2 separate regions of the Zea mays genome follow, and region 1 is linked to region 2. Evidence: chromatin contacts called from public Hi-C data. All regions are on one chromosome and are shown on one strand. The core of a region is the stretch at or near the end of the contact, and the rest is flanking DNA. Distances in the headings are between cores, read along the strand shown.

The links. Hi-C and Micro-C count contacts between places; a contact is called where the count stands out from the background.
Region 1: a Hi-C map of ear shows a contact between it and region 2, with 2.5 times the contacts expected there. The contact joins the promoter of LOC103641649 here to the promoter of LOC103641646 in region 2. A contact is called at or near these places in 3 of 25 Hi-C or Micro-C datasets (ear and leaf).

Annotation. Positions count from the first base shown.
Region 1 is chr10:119,602,437-119,608,474 of Zm-B73-REFERENCE-NAM-5.0, forward strand. LOC103641649 (protein GrpE) reads right to left here and starts at 3,061. Exons shown (of 3, transcript XM_008664980.3): 1 at 2,793-3,061; 2 at 998-1,467; 3 at 177-601. The coding sequence starts at 1,432. The coding sequence ends at 413.
Region 2 is chr10:119,471,702-119,476,991 of Zm-B73-REFERENCE-NAM-5.0, forward strand. LOC103641646 (aldehyde dehydrogenase family 7 member A1) reads left to right here and starts at 3,799. Exons shown (of 4, transcript XR_560424.4): 1 at 3,799-3,915; 2 at 5,115-5,212. LOC103641645 (putative magnesium transporter MRS2-D) reads left to right here. Exons shown (of 6, transcript XM_023301251.1): 6 at 1-397. The coding sequence ends at 112.

The DNA of each region.
Region 1 (6,038 bases), core at 1,811-4,310, 130 kb after region 2:
CTCTAACCGAATAAGCCTTTATAGTTTTTTTTTTCACCGTTAAACCATGTGGATTTTAACCATGTGGATTGAGTAGTATTAAGTCGATTTAAAATCTATAACATGTCAAAATTATCATAATCCATTCCAATACACTTTAATCCATATGTAATTAGAATAACCGAAGAAGTTCTTAGTTCGAGAAAGTAAGTCAATATAAAGCCGGTATGTATGTGCAATGTTACACCCTCTCTTTTGGTGGGCAAAATTCTAGCAGATTACAATTTACAAGTAACAGCAATTCGCTGGCAACAACATATATAGGTGACCTGTCTCATTTGAGACCGAACACATCCGCCATGTTATGAACAGAAAAATGCTGCTCAGAAGGAGAGGTCCTTTATTTGTCTATCAGTTCCTGATAGTCGTTTGATCAGATCCACAGAGCGGCATCTTTGCCCTCCTCTATGAGCTTGCACTTTGTTTGCCAGAGCCAGTTGAGACCTTTCACAGTAGCAGGCCTTAGCATCCTCTCCTTCAAATGGAACCCTCTGCGGACTTCATGCATGACAATCCCTGCCTTGAATTGCATGGATGCTTCTCGTGAGATGGCCTCATGGACCTGCATAAGAAAACATTAAGAATGAGCCCCCACAGTGGTGCATATATGATGAACATAAAAGTAACACTGTTCGACTCTCATGCAGATCATACTTTCTAGCTGTAAACACTGAAAGTGGATGCCCATTTGTTTTTCTGCCAAATACCCAATATTATTTAGATCAAAAGAGATGTACTGCAACATAGATGCAGGAAACTGTGTGAAAGCTAAGCTTGATCCCATGAGTATGAAACAGGCCATAAAAACCTAGGTATTATTATGCGCTTGTTAATACTCGAACATAATTCTTTTTGCGTGTTCAAAAGGATCCAATATGTTGTTTGCATACAATGTTTTAGGGAGAGAGACCCAGTCAATGAGAATCAAACAGGTGACGGAAGGGTAAATATTACTTACCAAAGGATCAAACGGATTGCCAACTGTTTCCACAACTCCTACACCCAAATATCTTAGCGTTTCAACTAACTGCTTGTATATGCCTTGATAGCTTGTGCTGACCATTTGCTCCTTCTCAGTCCCTGGGGTGTTCTCTAATTTCGTTTTCTCAAAACTATCAACCAGAGGTAACAGGCTCTGGACAACATCCACCCGTATATTTGATGTAAACTTGGCACCGTCCTTTTCAGCCTGTTTCCGGAAATTCTCCAGATTGGCATTTAAGCGAATAAATTTTTCCTTCCCAGAATTTATTTCAGTTGTAATACTTTCAAGTTGATAAGCTACTCTACTGTTCTCTTTTTCCACAGCAGCGATTGCCTTCTCAACTACACCAAGAACCTCATTGTTTCCTTCCAGAAAAGCTGTCATGTATAGTTGAATTAGGTCATTCATGGGACGAAAATCTTCCCCGTTGAGTCGTTGACAACCTGCAGCGACATAGTCATTCTGGTGAAACTTGATGAAACACATTTCGTCAAAATGAAAAGCATGACATGAAGATCCAACAGAGAACCTGGGCATTTTCAAATGGTTTGTTTCTCTTCCCATTTCATTGCTATCATTTATATAAATGTTTTATTACTTATTCACCTCATTGCTGACGAGGTGCAATAGCAGTTCAAAATGCAACTTTACAACTGCGCCATAAAACTTGTTGCTCCTATTTTCACACAATATTCCTCAAACTATCCGATTTAGCTCAGAGAAAAGAACAGGGCGTTTCCAATGTCCTCCACACTACAGTAAACTAACAAACATCCGACGGCCACCTTATCTCCGACGGCCAGACACCCATGTGATTCATAGTAATAGCAAAGCAGTCTAATTTTAGTCCATCTTCTGTATTTGGTAAACCCAGTGGCAGAGCACACCCCAGAAACAAGGTATGGCCGGGGGAGGAAGATGGACGTTGTCACGCTGAGATGCTGCATGTTGGAGTTGGAGAGGGAGGAGCGGAGAGAGTTGCCGCTGTGCCGCATGAGCGCAAAGGGGCGACCACACCGAGAAGGGCCAACAACCGCAGTGGCGCACGCCATACAGGAGCAGGAGATTGGAGAAGGTGGAGCTCAGTGTCAGAGCTGGCGAGCCGCGAGCACAGGCTGCGGATGGAGCTGGAGAGGAGAGCTATAATGGTGGTGAGCACAGGCTGCGGATGGAGCTGGAGAGGAGAGCTAGAATGGTGGTGGCAGGCGTCGAAGAAACAAGAGTGCGGTGCGGCGTGCGGGTGAAGGGAAGGTATGGCGTGAGCCATATCAGGCACTCCACCGCTGGGTAAACCCCAACTAGTGTAGATTAACTACATGTTCTTGTAGTCCAGGCCACATTCAGAGCATACTAAAGATGGGTATTTATCGCAAAATTAGCCATGGCACCTTAACGCACCAAGTTCAGGTCTGCATCAGTCATTCTTTGTAACACTCCAACGGCAGCTAGTCATGGAACAAACTGTTGAAGAATAAGACGCACCTAAGACTATCTCCATATCATACTCCCTATCTCACCGTTTATTTCAAACTCTACTCTATGTAAAACAGTTCTCTGCTGGAGATGGCCAGCACATATACATACGAGAATCTACAGAGAGATCTTCACATTTCTCAAAGAACAGTGCTTCCGTACTGTCTCTGCTCCTCAAGCTTGCAAGTGTCCAATGGGCGAAATTCTCCGCGAGCTAATCGCTCGCTCGATGTCTCTCACCCAACCCACGTTGTCGATTACCACTAAACGCAAAAGTAGGTCTGAAATACCTCACCTTCGGGTCAACGCTAGAGCCGGCGGCGACGCGTAGTGGCCGCAGCTCGGCATTGGGGCGCCGGAGGGAGACTGGGAGAGAAAAGCAGGACTCGGCCTGCTGGGACGCCAGCAAGCAGGCAGCACGGCAGCCCGAGCTAATTCCTGGGGTCGTGTCACGAGTCACGACCCTTGGCCAGCGATGGAATCAACGCAAGCACAAGCAGAGAAGAACAGAGGCAAGTGTTTCGACGGTTGAAACTGATTAGATTCCTTTTCTCATTTTGCATGTCTGCCACAAGACGCACGAGTATAATATATATAGGCACACCATCAACTCCCCTGACCTATTAATTACGATCCAAGATGGCACTTATACGGCCTAAGCAGCCCACAATTCCATTACAGACTCGATTACCATCTCCATAATAGCGAAATAGAAATTGCCTGACTGACCTCATTCGACCATCCTCTCGCACCACTCCCATTTCCCACAGATCTACTTTAGGCTGCATCTTCAGTCATGACATCTCCCCGGACCTTAGATAACGCTTGTCCCCAAGCGTTTGCCTCCGGAAACCTTGCCTTGGCCACTGAATAATCCTCCCATATTGCAGCTTCCTTAGGCACCCTAGTCTATTTCACCAACACTTGAACAATATCTCGATTGCCCTTTCTCACCATCCTTCGATCCAGGATCTGCTCTGGCTCTATACCCCCTTGAAACAAATCCACCACAGTAGGTAGCTCTGAGAAAATTGGAGAATAACAGGGCAAAAATGGCTTCAGTTGTGACACATGAAAGACCGGATGTACTTGTGCATCCCCAGGTAATTCCAGCTTGTATGCCACCACCCCAATCCTCGATATCACCTTGAAAGGACCAAAGTACTTAAATGCCAATTTAGGGCAGGGTCGGTTCACCACAGTCTTTTGTGCATAAGGTTGTAATTTCAGCAAAACCAGATCACCCACTTGAAACTCCCTGGGAGTTCTGCCCTTGTCAGCATACTGCTTCATGCGAAGCTGAGCTCGTGCTAACTGCTCCTTTAACATGACTGAAAAGGCATTCCTTTCAGCAATCCAGTCAGCTATCTCCCTATCTTCAATTCCCAACAGTTTTGGTGTAATCAGCAATGGTGCTTCATACCCATACAACACCGAAGGGTGTACACTCCAGCACCGAATGATAAGTAGTATTATACCAGTACTCAGCTAAAGCGATCCAGCTCTTCCACTTGTTAGGTTGGTCATGCACAACACACCTGAGATACATTTCCAAGCACTGATTCACACACTCACTCTGACCATCAGTTTGAGGGTGATATGCAGTGGACATTAACAACTTCACTCCCATAAGTTGGAATAGATTTTTCCAAAAGGCACCGGTGAAAACCTTGTCTTTGTCAGACACTATAGACCTTGGGACCCCATGCAACTTCACCACATTCTCGAGAAATACTTGGGCAACACCTTTAGCAGTAAAAGGGTGCTTTAGAGGAAGAAAATGACTGTATTTCGAGAATCTATCCACCACTACCAGAATGGTATCAAACCCTTCAGACTTTGGTAATCCTTCTATGAAATCCATAGTCACCTCTTCCCAAATACCTTGTGGAACTGGTAAAGGCTGTAGCAGCCCTGCTGGGTGCACCCTCTCAGCCTTAGCCTTTTGGCAGACTGCACATTGCTGCACATACTGTGTCACATCATTCTTCAAACCCTTCCACCAGAACACCTTCTTTACCCTCTGATATGTGGCTTGAATTCTAGAGTGCCCCCCAACTGCACTATCATGCAGTGCTGCAATTAGTTTAGTACGCAAGGCTGAATTGCATCCGATCCAGATTCAGTTTGCTTTTCTTATAATACCTTGCTGCAAAGAAAACCCCTGCTCGTCCGGGCTCTGAATTAACAGTTGAGTGATCAATTGTTGTGCCTCCTCATCTGTGGCATAGGAGTTCACTACTTCTTGAATCCATATAGGTTGAATTTCAGAGAGAACAGACAACCCCATCATATGCTCCCTCCTTGATAATGCATCCGCTACTACATTCTCTATTCCCTTTTTATACACCACCTGAAATTGCAAGCCCATAAGCTTGGTGAAAGGAAAATAGGCTTACACCTTTTCCTATATGAATTTTGGTGGTTGAATTGCCCAACACAAATAATTGAACTAGCTAGTTTGCTCTAGATTATGAGTTCTACAGGTGCCAAAGGTTCAACACAAACCAATAAAAAGTCCAAGAAAGGGTTCAAATAAAAAGAGCAAAAGACAACCCAAAGGCAGCCCTGGTCTGGCGCACCGGACTGTCCGGTGTGCCACCGGACAGTGTCCGGTGCACCAGGGAATCCAACTCCAAACTTGCCACCTTCGGGAATTTGGGAGGCCACTCCGCTATAATTCACCGGACTGTCCGGTGCGCCAAGCGGAGCAACGGTCGTCCACGCCAACGGTCGTCTGCAACGCTACAGTGCGCGACTGCGCGCGCAGAAGTCAGAGCAGGCGCAGAAGGCGCACCGGACAGTCACTATTCACTGTCCGGTGGCCCAGTTGTTAGAAGCTCCAACGGTCGGAACCCAACGGCCTGGTGACGTGGCTGGCGCACCGGACTGTCCGGTGTGCCATACGACAGCAGCCTCCACCAACGGTTCTTTTGGTGGTTGGGGCTATAAATACCCCCAACCACCACACTTCAATGCATCCAAGTTTTCAGCCATCAAACCTCATACAAGAGCTCCAGACTTCATTCAAAGACACAAACAAGAGATCAAATCCTCTCCCAAGTCCAAAGATCACTCCAATCAAATAGTGACTAGAGAGAGAGAGACATTTGTGTTCATTTGAGCTCTTGCGCTTGGATTGCTTTTCTTCTTCCTTCTTTCTTGTTTCCAACTCAATTGTAATCAAGGCAAGAGAGACCAATTGTGTGGTGGTCCTTGTGGGGACTTAGTGTCCCGATTGATTGAGAAGAGAAGCTCACTCGGTCTAGGTGACCGTTTTGAGAGAGGAAAAGGGTTGAAAGAGACCCGGTCTTTGTGACCACCTCAACGGGGAGTAGGTTTGCAAGAACCGAACCTCGGTAAAACAAATCACCGTGTCATCCGCCTTATTTGCTTGTGATTTGTTTTCGCCCTCTCTTTCGGACTCGTCTATATTTCTAACGCTAACCCCGGCTTGTAGTTGTGCTTAACCTTTATAAATTTTGGATTTGCCTATTCACCCCCCAAGATAAGTCAGAGATTTGTGATATGTTTTAATCAC
Region 2 (5,290 bases), core at 2,549-5,048:
CAATGCTCCTACAGGAGTCTTCTGGCAGGTCACCGGCGGCCTCGTCGTTGCCACCGCCGCCGTCTACGTCGTCGCGCTGATCTGCTACAAGAGGAGCGGTATACTGCAGTGACATGCGACTATGCGAGGAATAGACCATATCTTTTCTTTTCTTTTCTTTTCTTTGATGTATATATATAATAGAGAGAGAGAGGCACTGACTTGCCATAATGAGCCCATAAAAGGTTTGAGGTACTGTGGCCGTGGCAATCGTAGCAAGGCGTCAAATCAACGTTTGTTTGTCAGATTAACAGGAGACTGACTGTGTCTTATCCCAACATATGTGTATCTCGTAGCAAGGCGTCAAATCAACGTTTGTTTGTCAGATTAACAGGAGACTGACTGTGTTATCCCAACATATGTGTATCTAATCCATATCTTTGTCTCCTCTTTATATCTATAAATCTAACATCTCTCTTCTCTTCTCTATTGCTTTTGTATCTATTCTATTGCACGTGTGTTTAGTTGGATGTAGATAAAGGGATGAAATAGGGCGGGCACAATTTAATAGTATTTGGATGAGAGTCATGTAGTGGTGAGGTAAACCCCGGAGTAGTTTCTGGTGGCGGCGTGATCCCAAAAAATCGAGAAAACAGTGCCACCCTCGACTCATCCCACTTTGGCCTCAAACCAAACACATCAGTAATCTATTACATCCACGACACACAACTTTAAAAGAAAGCATTGTTTCCTCACTTAGCAGCGTTCTTGTTCAAAGACAAAATAACTATGATTATAATGGTGTTGATGTAATAGGTGGTCAATTAGGTCTTTTTTATCACGAGACCCAGTATAGACGCAGTCCGCTCCGTAAAAGCATTCCATATCATAGAAAACCCAATCAATTAAGTGCATGTTTGGAAGCACCCAATTAATTTTTAAGAATCTAGTTTTATAAAAATTAAGGTGGTTTTATGCCCTATTTTATAGGAACTAGATGGATTATCATTTTCTTAAAAAACAAGAAGCTAGCCTTCCCTATCTAAAACCAGTTTATGAAGATGGTTCTAAAAACCAATAGTTAGCTTTTTTTTTCATAAAACAATTTCTTGCACCCAGAAAGTTTATTCTTAAAAAATAGGTTGCTTCCAAATAGGGCCTAAGCTACACTCAGTTTATTTTAACCAACTAAGCTACACCTTACACTACCGGAATCAATCGCTTTGCCGAGTGCCTGAAGCACTCGGCGAAGTCTTAAAAACACTCGGCAAAGGCTTTGCCGAGTGTGACACTCGACAAAGAACACTACACGATGGTTGATCTTTAGCGACCCTTATTAGGTACCAACTGTTGGTTGCTAAAGGTTAGGGACCGACGGTCAGTCGCTAAATCTTTTTGTAGCAACGGTCGGTTGGTCGCTACAAGTCTAAAAATTTAACAACTTATGGTTGGTCGCTATAGATATCGTCGGGACTAGCGGTGGGTCGCTATAGAATTAATGGGCCTTCTTGGGCCGTCCTCAAACCCTACACGTCCTCAGCCCTGCGAGAAATTTGCTATTATGGAGATTCTCACGTGCGGCTTCGACGTTTTGGAGGCGTAGGCAGGGGATTAGCTGATATGGAAAAGCAGAGAATAGGCCACTCGCTAAAACGAACAAGAACACTCCATTACTTGGTAACCTCTTTGATTAAAATCATGGACACTGACGTCGTCTACATCCGTTACCTCTCTCCTGGCAGCCGTCGTTCTTTTCTCTTCTCTTCCTGCGCAAATTTATCTGGAATGCAGCAGCCGTCTTCCTCATCCTTTCAACAGCACCGCACGCGCATTCATCAGCGGGTCGCGGCAGGCCATGGGCACGCCGCCGGCCATGCCCTCGACGACGGACCCCAGCCGGAGTGCGTGACGAACGCGCCCACGGCCGGGTGCCGCAGCACGGCGGCCTGCGGCGCCCACGGCACGATGAGCCTGGAGTCGGCGGCGGCCTTGGCTCGGTGCGGCGGCAGCATCTGGAGCCTTGTCCTTGATCTGGAGCCTTGTCCCTGCTTCTTCTTCCCTGCTTGTCCTTAATTCGGCGGCAGCATCTGGAGCATCTGGAGCACGCGAGGACCCTTGGCCCCAAGGGGTCTGACTGCCACAAGGCCGCTGTGATCGGTGACACTATCGGTGACCCCCTGAAGGACACCTCCGGCCCGTCCCTTAACATCCTCATCAAGCTCATGGCCGTGGAGTCCCTCGTGTTTGCCCCCTTCTTTGCCACCCAGGGTGGCCTGCTCTTCAAGTACCTGTAAAAAGGGGCAACACCAAGCACACAGCAGAAGTATACGATCTCCCGACCGACCGTGGACAATATCGAATAACTCCTGCCAAATCGCCAGTTCTTTTTGTGTACTGTGCGCTAGTCGCCGCCTAGCTGCACTGCTGTATTTTTGTTTCAGGATTGCTGCTGCTGTTCGCACATTCAATCTTTGGGCCTCCCGGAGCCGGAGGCGCGTTTTACTGTTAGCCTTACTCTTACTCCCTGTAGCTCCACGTAGAAGAGAACCGATGTCCTGCGTCTGGCAATTTTTCTTAGTCCCTCGATGATGGCGATGATGCTGAAACCTTTTTTTTGAACATGATGGCGATGATACATGATGATTGTTGCATTGTACTGGTGGTAAATCACAGTCCGTATTGGCCTGTTCTGCTGGTGCCCATTTCCAATCATCCAATGTCGTGCTCTGCGTTATACGATTGCTGTTTGTACTGTCATAGCTGTTGCCGACAAGTTCATAAAAGAACCTTAAACTTGAAGCCAGATCGAGTTCTCTTATTTTCTCGGTGCTTCACAATATTCTGGCATTTCTTTGGTTCTAGGCAAAGTTGTTCTTAGATGCTTTCCGTTTTTTTTCCTGCTCTTTTTGAGAAGTTGATGCTTTCCTTGAGCTCAGCAAATTTGGTTAGTACCGTTCTTACGTCGATTTCAGTGGTGTTTCCAACCATGAACAGAGACAAACGGGAACGAGTTTTTTCCCCTTCCCATCGCTGATCATCATGAATTTCTTCGACCTTTTACAATTCCAGGAGTAAAAAGAAAACAAACTCACCCCCATTGCATTGCATCCCTTCTCTTTCGACAGATGCCTTGCACCTCACTTCACCTCATCTCACCAGATGGAAAGCTTAGCTGTCCATCATCACCAATCACGGCAAACCCATTATGAATCTACCCATCTAAACCGCTACTCTACCCTACACGCCGGGGCACTGAAATGCGGAACGCGAGCGAACACGATGGAGTAGGGCGTGACGGCGATGGGCCGCGCCGCGTCCACCTCGACCGCCTCCAGGGCGGGGATGTTCCCCGCCGCGTCGGTGGCCAACGCCCTGCCGTTCAGCAGCACGACCTGGCTCGTCAGGTCGCCATCCTTGGGGGTGAGGTGGTACTCGTGTCTCACGACGCCCGCCGCCGCCTCGCCGAGCAGCAGGCCGACGAGGAAGACGAAGAGGACGAGGTCGAGGTCGTGGAGAACGCGACGGGTATGGCTGCCGCGCGAAGTCTTGGTCGGAGGCAGCGGCGCCCGGCTGCCGCGCGAAGGAGAACACGACAGAGATGAAGTAGAAAGCGACGGAGATGGAGAACGCGACGGGGATGGAGGAGAACTGACGACGACGGCGCTAAGACGGAACCCGGTTTCAACGAGACTAATACTGCTCTGAATCTGTTAATAGAGTTGGCATGTCTATTTTAGAGTGTTGACTATGCTCAGCTTTTCTATAATGGAGAAACCCTCGTCTGAGCCTCTATTTCGTTGAAGCCGCATCCGTCGCGTTTCATAATGTCAAATCTCTCCTGCCCTGCCAGCCGCCTAGCCGTCCTCAGTCGGCAGCCGCTACAATGTCACCCAGACTTCAGACTCCGGCCAGAGTCCAGAGCCGCCAGGACGCTAGGTACGCCGCCGGGCGCCGGCCCCCTCCTCCCTCCCTCCTCCCTCTTCTCGCCGGAGGAAATGGAGCAGCTGGTGGGAGTTCACCATCACCACCACTCGCTCTCCCCTCGGGCTCCTCGCACCCGACCCGCCCACAGCCGCACCCGCTCCTCCACCATCTCCCGTCCAACAGGTTCCGGGATCAGCTTTTGTGGCAGGCGTCCGGATGGGTTTACTGTTCTTGCTCAAATCCGTGTGGATTTTGCACGGCCCCTCCCGAAAATGCCACAGGCCAGCCGGTTCTGAAACCGTACCGCACGACGCCGTCGCCACGCTCCTCCTGGGGATGCATTTGCTGCGCGTCCTGAACCTACCGTGACGAGGGCATTCTCAGAGCCTTGCAATTTTGCAAGGTTGCTGCCTGTCCGTTCAGTTCTTCTGTAGTAGTAGTAGTTCTGTATCTTTGTGTGTGTGCATCCCGAGTTTTCTCTGCTGTCGTATTACCTTTCAGTTTTCCTAGTAAATTATTAGGCTTGCTTGTCCTGTTCCCACTCTTCTTCTGCTCGCGCTCAAGCATGGAACCAGAACTCTGGGAGCAATGGGTATTTCCTTTTTTTTCAAATTGCTGGTTGCATTTGGTAGTAGGGTACAACAACGTACACGTGGGTTTCTCTGGATAGAAGCACTGGGATCCAAGTCCTTGAGATTTGGTTCAAAATTTGAACTATCAACACACATAGGAGTGCGAAATATTCCCAGAGCATCCTCCTTGTCAAATCGGGCCCTTTAAGTGTCTGCCAAAATTCCGAACTCAAAGTTTTGCATGCATTGTGGGCTCCTGCAACTATGCTTTTGTTTTAATCTACATGTCTCATGTCCAACTGAGAAATATTCGTCTACCAGCTGTTGGCAGCATTTGCTATTATCCTTTTACAAGCACAAGAAATCAGGTTCATATATTTTGTGGCTAGCGGTTTTAGGTACCCTGCATGAGCGCCTTATTGTGCATACTAAATGCATTTAAGCGTGGTGGGTGCAGTTGATCACATGTTATATCGACATAAATTCTAGTTAATTAGAGTTGACTGCTTGAGCCAATAGTTTATTACTTCAGGTAGCATATAGTTCAATATTATGTTTTTTTTGTATTTTGTATCTGTTCTAATTTCTACAATTGAGAACTACTGTGTCTAATATCCATGAGGTTTGTGTTTCCTACAGACCTTGAAGGAAGCAATTGAAATCAATAACTCTGTTCCTCAAGGATTGAGCAGTTCTATATTTACAAAGAGGCCAGATATTATTTTTAAGTGGCTCGGGTAAGTAGCTCAATGATACCGAGAATTTAATTGGTATTGAACAAAGGATGTCTCTGTATTTGTGGAAAGCAAATGCGA